2 separate regions of the Mus musculus genome follow, and region 2 is linked to region 1. The links are chromatin contacts, called in public promoter capture Hi-C maps. All regions are on one chromosome and are shown on one strand. The core of a region is the stretch at or near the end of the contact, and the rest is flanking DNA. Distances in the headings are between cores, read along the strand shown.

Region 1 (4,130 bases), core at 394-2,893:
GAGAGAGCCAGAGACAAGGCAGAGACTGAGAGGAGAGGAGAGGAGAGGAGAGGAGAGGAGAGGAGAGGAGAGGAGAGAAGAGAAGAGGACAGTTTTTAGAAGGTTGCACTTACACCTTACACTCCGGCACTTTCTCCAAGAAGGGAGGCAGTAGATTCATTATTTTTGTGATATCATTTGTAAACTGAAATGAAGCAAAGACCTTCCTGAAGTAAAGGATGCAAAATATATTCAAGGGTATATATTCATACAGTCCTTTGTTCTAGATAAGAGCTTTTCTTTTTCATAAAGTTTCTCGGTCTCCTTCAAGGACAAAGAAAGTTACTATTTGTTAATTCCTTAAGGGTACAGTTCAAAGTACTGCCCTGGGATGTGGGGGGAATATCTTGACAGCTCAATATTGGTTTTCAGAAAAGAATCAAGTCCGGCTTTTTCCAACATGGCTGTATACTTCGCAGGCCCCCAAATTTGTACTTTTATAGTCGTCATCAATCAAATAGAAACATCACATCTAGCAAACCTGTGTTTTCGTGGACTAGAAATACACTCTGTGTACAGATAGCGTTAATTTTGAAGGCATCGCCGTAATTCCCGAGTCTTTGGAGTCCCTGGCTTTTGTCAGGGGTGGAGAGGGCGAGGAGGCGTGTGCAGCCTGGTGTGCAGCCTGGTGTGTAGCAGGTCTGAGGACCCAGGTCCTTGCCGCGTTTCCAGAGATAACTGACATTTTCTGCTAAGAAGCACAGCTCAAAGTGAGAGGCGGGTGGAACTAGAGCAAACTGCGATCGGAAGGGAAAATGTGAGCTGTAGGGAAAAAGAGAAAGGGCTCCTGGCAGAGGGGTCACCGCGGCTCTGGGATTTGCAGGAATTTATCACCACCATTAACAGCTATTTTCCGAGGGTTGTTTACAGCCTGATCCAGAGACAAGCAGATTGAGAAGCCCCTCTCTGGGACCCCAACCACGCCCCCTCATCCCCCAACTCCCCCTTCCACTAAACTAATGTATTCAGGGCCACCCCCTTGTTGGACCCTCCCATTGGCTCGTATCCTAACCAATCAGAGCCTTGCAGCGATTTCACCTGGTCCCCCGGCTTCCTAAATAAACAAACAAACCATCCGGTGCTCTGCCTGCCCCCTCCCCTCCCAACACCTCTATCCCCCTCCGGCCAAATGGGTGTGGGGCTGCGGCAACCCATCTTGTCACGATGGCTGGCCGCTGTGTCCTCCACCTCTCACGTCTACCCTCCACCCCATCCTTCTGGTACTCAGGACTAGGCTTGGTGTGGTTAGAGAGCCCCGCCTCCTCCCGTCGGTTTTGCCTTGAACCAAACGCCCTTAGATTCTCCCAAAGGGTCTCTGGCGCTTTGAAGATGGCCCTGCTTCCCTGGCTCCAGGTCCCCATCCCACGCACACCTTTACTGGTGGCCGCTTGCGCCCCTCCACCGCTGGGGTAGCTGCCTGTGGTGCGAGCTGCCGCGTGAGGCGACGGTCACGTGTTGTTTTGCCCACTGCCTTGAGCCCAGTGAAGTGGGCGGGGACGCGGGCCTAGGCGGGAGGGGTCTGGGGCGGGCAGACAGGGGGAGACTGCCTCTTCTCCCCCCAAAGCCCTCCCTTCTCGAGCCCCCCCTCCCCTCCGCTCACCTTAAAACCACGGTGCATCACCATGGCGAGTTGCTCCTTCTCTGGCCACCAAGCGCTTAGGAGACTGAGAGCCTCAGCAGCAGCAGCAGCCTCCGCAGCTCTAGCAGCAGTGGCGACCACCCCGCTCCTTTCCTCGGGAACCCGGACCGCACTCATTGGGACCGGGTCGTCCTGTCCGGGAGCCATGTGGCTCTCCACAGCCACTGGCTCCCGGTCAGACTCGGAATCCGAAGAGGAGGACCTCCCCGTCGGGGATGAAGTCTGCAAACGCGGCTACCTGAGGAAGCAGAAGCATGGGCATAGGCGTTACTTCGTGCTCAAACTCGAGACCGCAGACGCTCCAGCTCGACTCGAATACTACCGAAATGCCAGGAAGTTCCGGCACAGTGTCCGCGCCGCGGCGGCTGCAGCAGAGGCGGCCGCCTCCGGTGCTGCGGTCCCCGCGCTCATCCCACCACGGCGCGTGATCATCCTGTACCAATGCTTCTCCGTGAGCCAGCGCGCCGATGCCAGGTACCGACACCTCATTGCCCTTTTTACCCAGGACGAATACTTCGCGATGGTGGCCGAGAACGAGTCGGAACAAGAAAGCTGGTACTTGCTCCTCAGCCGCCTCATCCTCGAGAGCAAGCGCCGCCGCTGCGGCACGCTAGGCGCACTGCCGGACGGAGAGCCGGCAGCCCTGGCGGCCGCAGCGGCGGCGGAGCCACCCTTCTACAAAGATGTGTGGCAGGTAGTAGTGAAACCCAGGGGGCTGGGGCACAGAAAAGAGCTGAGCGGCGTGTTCCGGCTGTGTCTTACCGACGAAGAGGTAGTGTTTGTAAGGCTCAATACCGAAGTGGCCAGTGTGGTCGTCCAGCTGCTGAGCATTCGTCGCTGTGGGCACTCGGAGCAGTACTTCTTCTTGGAAGTCGGCAGATCCACTGTCATAGGTCCGGGGGAGCTGTGGATGCAAGTGGATGACTCCGTGGTGGCCCAAAATATGCATGAGCTGTTTCTGGAGAAGATGAGAGCCTTGTGCGCAGATGAATACAGAGCCCGATGCCGCAGCTACAGCATCAGTATTGGCGCCCACCTGTTAACCCTGCTGTCCACTAGGAGGCACCTGGGCTTGCTCCCGCTGGAGCCTGGTGGCTGGCTCAGAAGATACGGCTTGGAGCAGTTTTGCCGCCTCAGAGCTATCCGTGAGAGGGAAGAGATGCTATTCACCAGGCGCTTCATCTCACCCAGAGAGCCTCCGCCTCCCTTTAGGCGAGGAAGAGGGCACCTGCCCAGAGCCCGCAGGTCCAGGAGAGCCGCGTCAGTACCACCCAGCCTTTTCCGACGCTCAGCACCTAGCCCGGGAAGGATCCCACAGCCTGAAGATGTCCCCAACGACAGAGCCCGTGAAGCCTCCGGTTCCAGCTCTGGCAACACTGAAGAAAAAGACAAGGAGGGTGAGGAAGGAAACCGAGGTGATTGCATACCTATGAACAACTGGGGCTCAGGAAATGGCCGGGGCTCAGGAGGTGGACGGGGCTCAAGTGGCCAAGGTTCCAGTAGCCAGGGCTCAGGTGGGAGACAGGGATCTGGAGGTGGCCAGGGCTCAGGAGGCCAGGGTGCCGGAGGAAACCAGTGTTCAGGAAATGGCCAGGGCACAGCAGGTGGCCATGGCTCAGGTGGAGGTGGCCATGGCTCAGGCGGTGGCCAGAGACCTGGAGATGGTCATGGCTCAGGTGGTGGCAAGAACTCAGGAAGTGGGAAAAATTCTGACGATGGTGACCGTGGAAAATCTGTGAAGAAAAGATCCTACTTTGGTAAATTCACTCAAAGCAAGCAGCAGCAAACACTGCCTCCACCCCCACCGCCACCGCCAGCAGCTGGAGCAACTGGTGGCAAAGGGAAGTCTGGAGGAAGATTCCGACTTTATTTTTGCGCAGACAGAGGCACAAAAGAACGCAAAGAAGCCAAAGAGGTAAGAGATATGGAGACCTCAGGAGGTGCTACCCGGGGGCCTTACAGAGCCAGAGCTTTCGATGAAGATGAGGATGACCCGTATGTGCCAATGAGACCAGGGGTGGCTGCCCCTCTTGCGTGTTCCAGTGATTATATGCCAATGGCTCCTCAAAATTCCTCTGCTTCAACAAAACGCCACTCTAGGTCACCCTTTGAAGACTCCAGAGGGTACATGATGATGTTTCCCAGAGTGAGCCCCCCACCACCTGTGCCAAGTGCTCCGAAAGCACCGGACACCAATAAAGGGGATGACTCAAAGGACAATGACAGTGACAGTGATTACATGTTTATGGCTCCCGGAGCAGGTGCGATTCCTAAAAATCCTCCCAATGCGCAGGGAGGCTCTTCCTCCAAAAGCTGGAGCTCGTATTTCTCTCTGCCAAGTCCTTTTCAGAGTTCACCTTTGGGACAGAGTGACCACAGTGAGTATGTTCCTATGTTACCTGGAAAATTCCTGGGGAGCGGTCTACACAAAGAAGCCTCCTTTAGCCAGGGC
Region 2 (4,267 bases), core at 602-3,101, 500 kb before region 1:
CTTATGATTCCAGAGCTGATATCCCCACCAATACCTTACCATGCCCTCTATAAGCAACTCGTTTTCTTTTTATATTTTTATTTAAACGTTTTTAAATTTAAATATATTTTGATCATATTCTTTCTCTCCCCCAAGTCCCACCAGATCTTTTCCCCAGCCTTCCAACATGTTTGGGTTTCAAAAAACCCAAACAAAAACTTAATACAACAAAACACTTCCCAAACCAAACCAATAAAACAAAATAAAACAACACCAAAACTGAAAAAAGAACAACAACATAAAAACAATCCACCAAACTGTACTCAAATGAAAGCAACTCTTCAAGAACTTGTGCACCATAATTACATATGCAGGTCAGATAAATGGTATTTTAAAAATAAAATTTAAACAAAGAACAATAGAGACTATAAAACTCACATGTCGTCTTTTGTCCATTGTCTCATAGTAAATATTGACAAATTCCTCGGCAGCTCTACATGCCTGATCCACATAAGTTTTAAAATTCTACGAGAAAATATTCACAAATGTAGATTATAATTCCACCAATCCCCCCTCAAGCACAAAATACACAAAAGAAGTTGTCAATTTATGCTCATCATTCTAAAGCTGCATTTGAATTCCACTCCTATGACATAAATTTGAGTATTAAGATTAAGGCACAAATTTCTGCTTGAAAATCTGCTGCTAGTTTTAGGTGTATGTCTTTAAAACACATTCATCTCCCATCTTTTCATTCGTCACATATGAATCTTGGTTCTTTGCTTGGCATGTATCTGTAACTCGGAGATGTGCAGAGGCAGGGACCCTAGGTGTGAAGTGTGGGCAATTATTGAGTAGGCTAGCAAAGCGCTTCATTTCAAGCGCTTATGACCAAGCTCAAAAGCTACTGCGATTAAAAAACAAACAAACAAACAAAAAAACCAAAAAAAAAAAAAACCTGTCAAAATAGAAGTGAACGTCTAAGCAGCCTCACGGAGACATTTTTCTTACGTTATATAACCACTCACTCGTGTCTGGAAGTGAATTGCAGAACCTAAGAAATGAAACCCCTCAGATCCATTCTCACCAGAGTATCCCTGATGAAGTAACCCTTTTGTGGAGGCAGTTCTAGTCTTTGAAATAAATAAAAACAATCGCCACCCTTTTTCAGGGATCCGGAGCTTTTGCTTGCTCTATCTATCTATCTATCTATCTATCTATCTATCTATCTATCTATCTATCTATCTATCTATCTATCTATCATCTATCTATCTATCTTTAAGCGCCAACGGAAAGAGGGCCACCTAAAGCCACCGGCCACAGAGCTGCATCCTCACACAGGCTGCTGGACTCCCACCAGCCGCTCCATCTCCGGAGCAGGGGGCGGGCGGAGGGCGCGAGCTCCGCCCCAGGGGCTGGCGGGCTGGAGCCTGATTCGCCACTCGCTCATGCTCGCGCCTCCTCCCTTCTCCCTCCCCTCCCCTCCCCCCTCCCCTCCCCTCCCCTCCCTTCCCCTCTCCCTCCCCTCCCCTCGGCTGCCCTCCCCTCCGCTGCCCTCCCCTCGGCTGCCCTCCCCTCCGCTGCCCTCCCCTCCCCTCCGCTGCCCGAGCCCTAGCTTGCTTGCTCCTCGGCCAAGCCGCGGGCGCCAGGAGGTGTCACGCACTCACCACTGCCAAGGCCATCAGGGGGCTGGAAATGGTCTGCTCCAGAGCTGGCCCCGGAGATGTCCGCACTTCCGCGCTCGTCTGGGTCCTTTGGCTGTGGAAGGATGAGATGTTTAGCAACAAAACGAACCTCGCCAATGGCACAGATTTCTCAACCCGCCCATTGTCCCCCGGAAGTAGCTCAGTCCGGTGTTAAAATCACCCCGATGTTCCAACTTTAAGCAGCGTTTCCCTTCAGTTCCGAGTGATCCCGCCCATCCGTTTTAAATTACTTGCAAACTGTTTATTTACCATAAGAGAAACAGATAAACGAAAAAACTAACCAACCTACACCATCCCCCCAAAACCCCAACAAAACAGAAGGGGAGGACCTTGCTTTTGTAAGCTTAATATGGAAAACAAATACATCTCAAGTTCCCAGCTACCTGTCCTGGCACAAGTTAATATTAAATATTCAATTTTGGGTGGGAACCTCTTCACACGAGGAGGCGGGGCCAAAATTTGAAGGCCAACGAGAAACGGGGGGGGGGGGAATCTATGTCCGTAGCCAATAGGAAAAGGGGGCAGAACTTATGGAAAGTAACACCAACCGCCAACTGCACGAGGGCTGAAAAATTTTAAAGTACAGGGGGTGCTGAAAACTGTTTAAAGTACGGCCAGTGGGGTTTAAAAACTGTTTAAAGTTCTAAAATGTTCTCCATTTTGAGCCTTGGCCACTAAGCTTCGCTGGGCTGCCTACAATTTCTCACGGTTTAATATACAAGCATTTCACGGATTCTCGCCACTCTGGGGGGATTATATAACAAGGACTACCCCCCTAAACCCTACGGTGTGTGTTTCCACAGCGTATTCAAGAACAGCAGGACAAGAAACAGTTTAGTAGTGATCACAAGCACGTTTCTAAACATTTTTACTCATACTCAATTATTTATGACAACTATAAGTTAAATATTATTTTCTTATCAGTCTATTTAAAAAAGTGATTAACCAGCGACTACCTAGGATTTAAGTACAAGTAATGTTTCACTACTCCACTGCCATTTTTTGTTTGTTTTTGTTTTTTGGTTTTTGTTTTGTTTTGTTTTGTTTTTTGTTTTTGTTTTTTTTCGAGACAGTGTTTCTCTGTATAGCCCTGGCTGTCCTGGAACTCACTCTGTAGACCAGGCTGGCCTCGAAGTCAGAAATCTGCCTGCCTCTGCCTCCTGAGTGCTGGGATTAAAGGCGTGCGCCACGACTGCCCGGCTCCCACGACCGCCCGGTTCCCACTGCCATTTTTTTTTTATTACGTATTTTCCTCAATTACATTTCCAATGCTATCCCAAAAGTCCCCCACTTCCCTACCCACCCATTCCCATTTTTAAATATCACTGCCATTTTTTAAAAAAACCAATGATTTCAAAGCGGCTACCGCCGGACTTCTAATTTTTGAATCAAAATATTTCTATAAACTTACTATTTGTAGTTGATTTGTGGCTCCACCCAGGAACTGCCCGAGTTTCCAAAATGTTGGTCCCCATTGGACCAGTTACTTCGAAATTTTTTCATATCTTTATCCTCCGTCAGCTCTCACTATCCCACTAACGGTTACCGCTCACTTCTCCAAAGCTGAGCAACTGAACGTCACTGCGCGTGCGCCTTAGTTACTTCACTTTTTTTTTTTTTTTTTTTTTTTTTTTTTTGTCGGCGATGATGCTCACTTCCTGTATTCTTTTTTTTTTTTTTTTCGGGACAGGGTTTCTCTGTATAGCCCTGGCTGACCTGGAACCCACTCTGTAGACCAGGCTGGCCTAGAAGTCAGAAATCCGCCTGCCTCTGCCTCCCGAGTGCTGGGATTAAAGGCATGTGCCACCAAGCCCGGCTTACTTCCTGTATTCTTATAATTCTTATAACTTCCGGCGCGGCTGCTCCCACAAGATGCCCCACTGTTCTTTATATGCTAATGAATCACAAGTCTGTATCTTCAGTTCTAGCTTTTTTATGGAGATGAATTATACATACTGAATTTGACTAATAGTGAAAATGAGAATGGTCTGCATGTTTCTCGGGTTTCTCAGAAACTCAAGTCCAAAATTTAAACTAATTTTATTCCAGTTTATTTCAATTCCATAATTTTCTCAATCAGTTATGTGTGGATCTTTGGATTTTTTTATTAATGTTTGGTTCTCCTCTTATTCTTTATTCTATCCACAAGTATTTATAATCATTTACTGTGATCCAGGCATTGTGCAAAGCTCTAGCTGCTAAGCAGTGAACTTAGTGGCCATAATACCACTGCAAAGCTTAATAACAAAAATGGCAAAAAATCAAGTATGTACTAATAAGGTTTAAAGGAATTCCACGTAATGAATTTTGAATATCTAGTTTTGGCCACTCTCTAAAACATTTTCTACCCCACCATCTCTCTCTGTCTTTGCCTTTCTAATCCCCTTCCCTGTTCCTTCTTCCCTCCTGCGCTCCTCCCCCTCACTCTTACCTCTCCTTTTTATATTTAATCACTCTCTCCCCACCACCATAGTTCTAATATTTTAAGCCTATCTTGATGTGTTTTTTTAATTTATTTTTTACAGAGTTCTCTCCAAAATTTAAGAAAATTTTAAGAAATTACGTTTCCTGATAAATTAACT

What was found. Promoter capture Hi-C pulls out the DNA fragments that hold promoters and counts their contacts.
Region 2: a promoter capture Hi-C map of embryonic stem cells shows a contact between it and region 1, with 3 times the contacts expected there. The contact joins the promoter of Nxt2 here to the promoter of Irs4 in region 1. A contact is called at or near these places in 4 of 39 promoter capture datasets (cranial neural crest, embryonic stem cells, hippocampal neurons and 1 more), 2 of 484 Hi-C or Micro-C datasets (both in embryonic stem cells) and 1 of 115 datasets of contacts at active chromatin or transcription factors (embryonic stem cells).

Annotation. Positions count from the first base shown.
Region 1 is chrX:141,722,730-141,726,859 of GRCm38.p6, reverse strand. Irs4 (insulin receptor substrate 4) reads left to right here and starts at 1,643. Exons shown (of 2, transcript NM_010572.2): 1 at 1,643-4,130. The coding sequence starts at 1,662. It overlaps Gm15295 (a long non-coding RNA gene), which reads right to left and starts at 3,990. Exons shown (of 4, transcript XR_003953074.1): 1 at 3,918-3,990; 2 at 3,334-3,411; 3 at 1,412-3,054; 4 at 1-801.
Region 2 is chrX:142,225,761-142,230,027 of GRCm38.p6, reverse strand. It overlaps Nxt2 (nuclear transport factor 2-like export factor 2), which reads right to left and starts at 1,851. Exons shown (of 4, transcript NM_172782.4): 1 at 1,647-1,851; 2 at 418-504. The coding sequence starts at 1,661.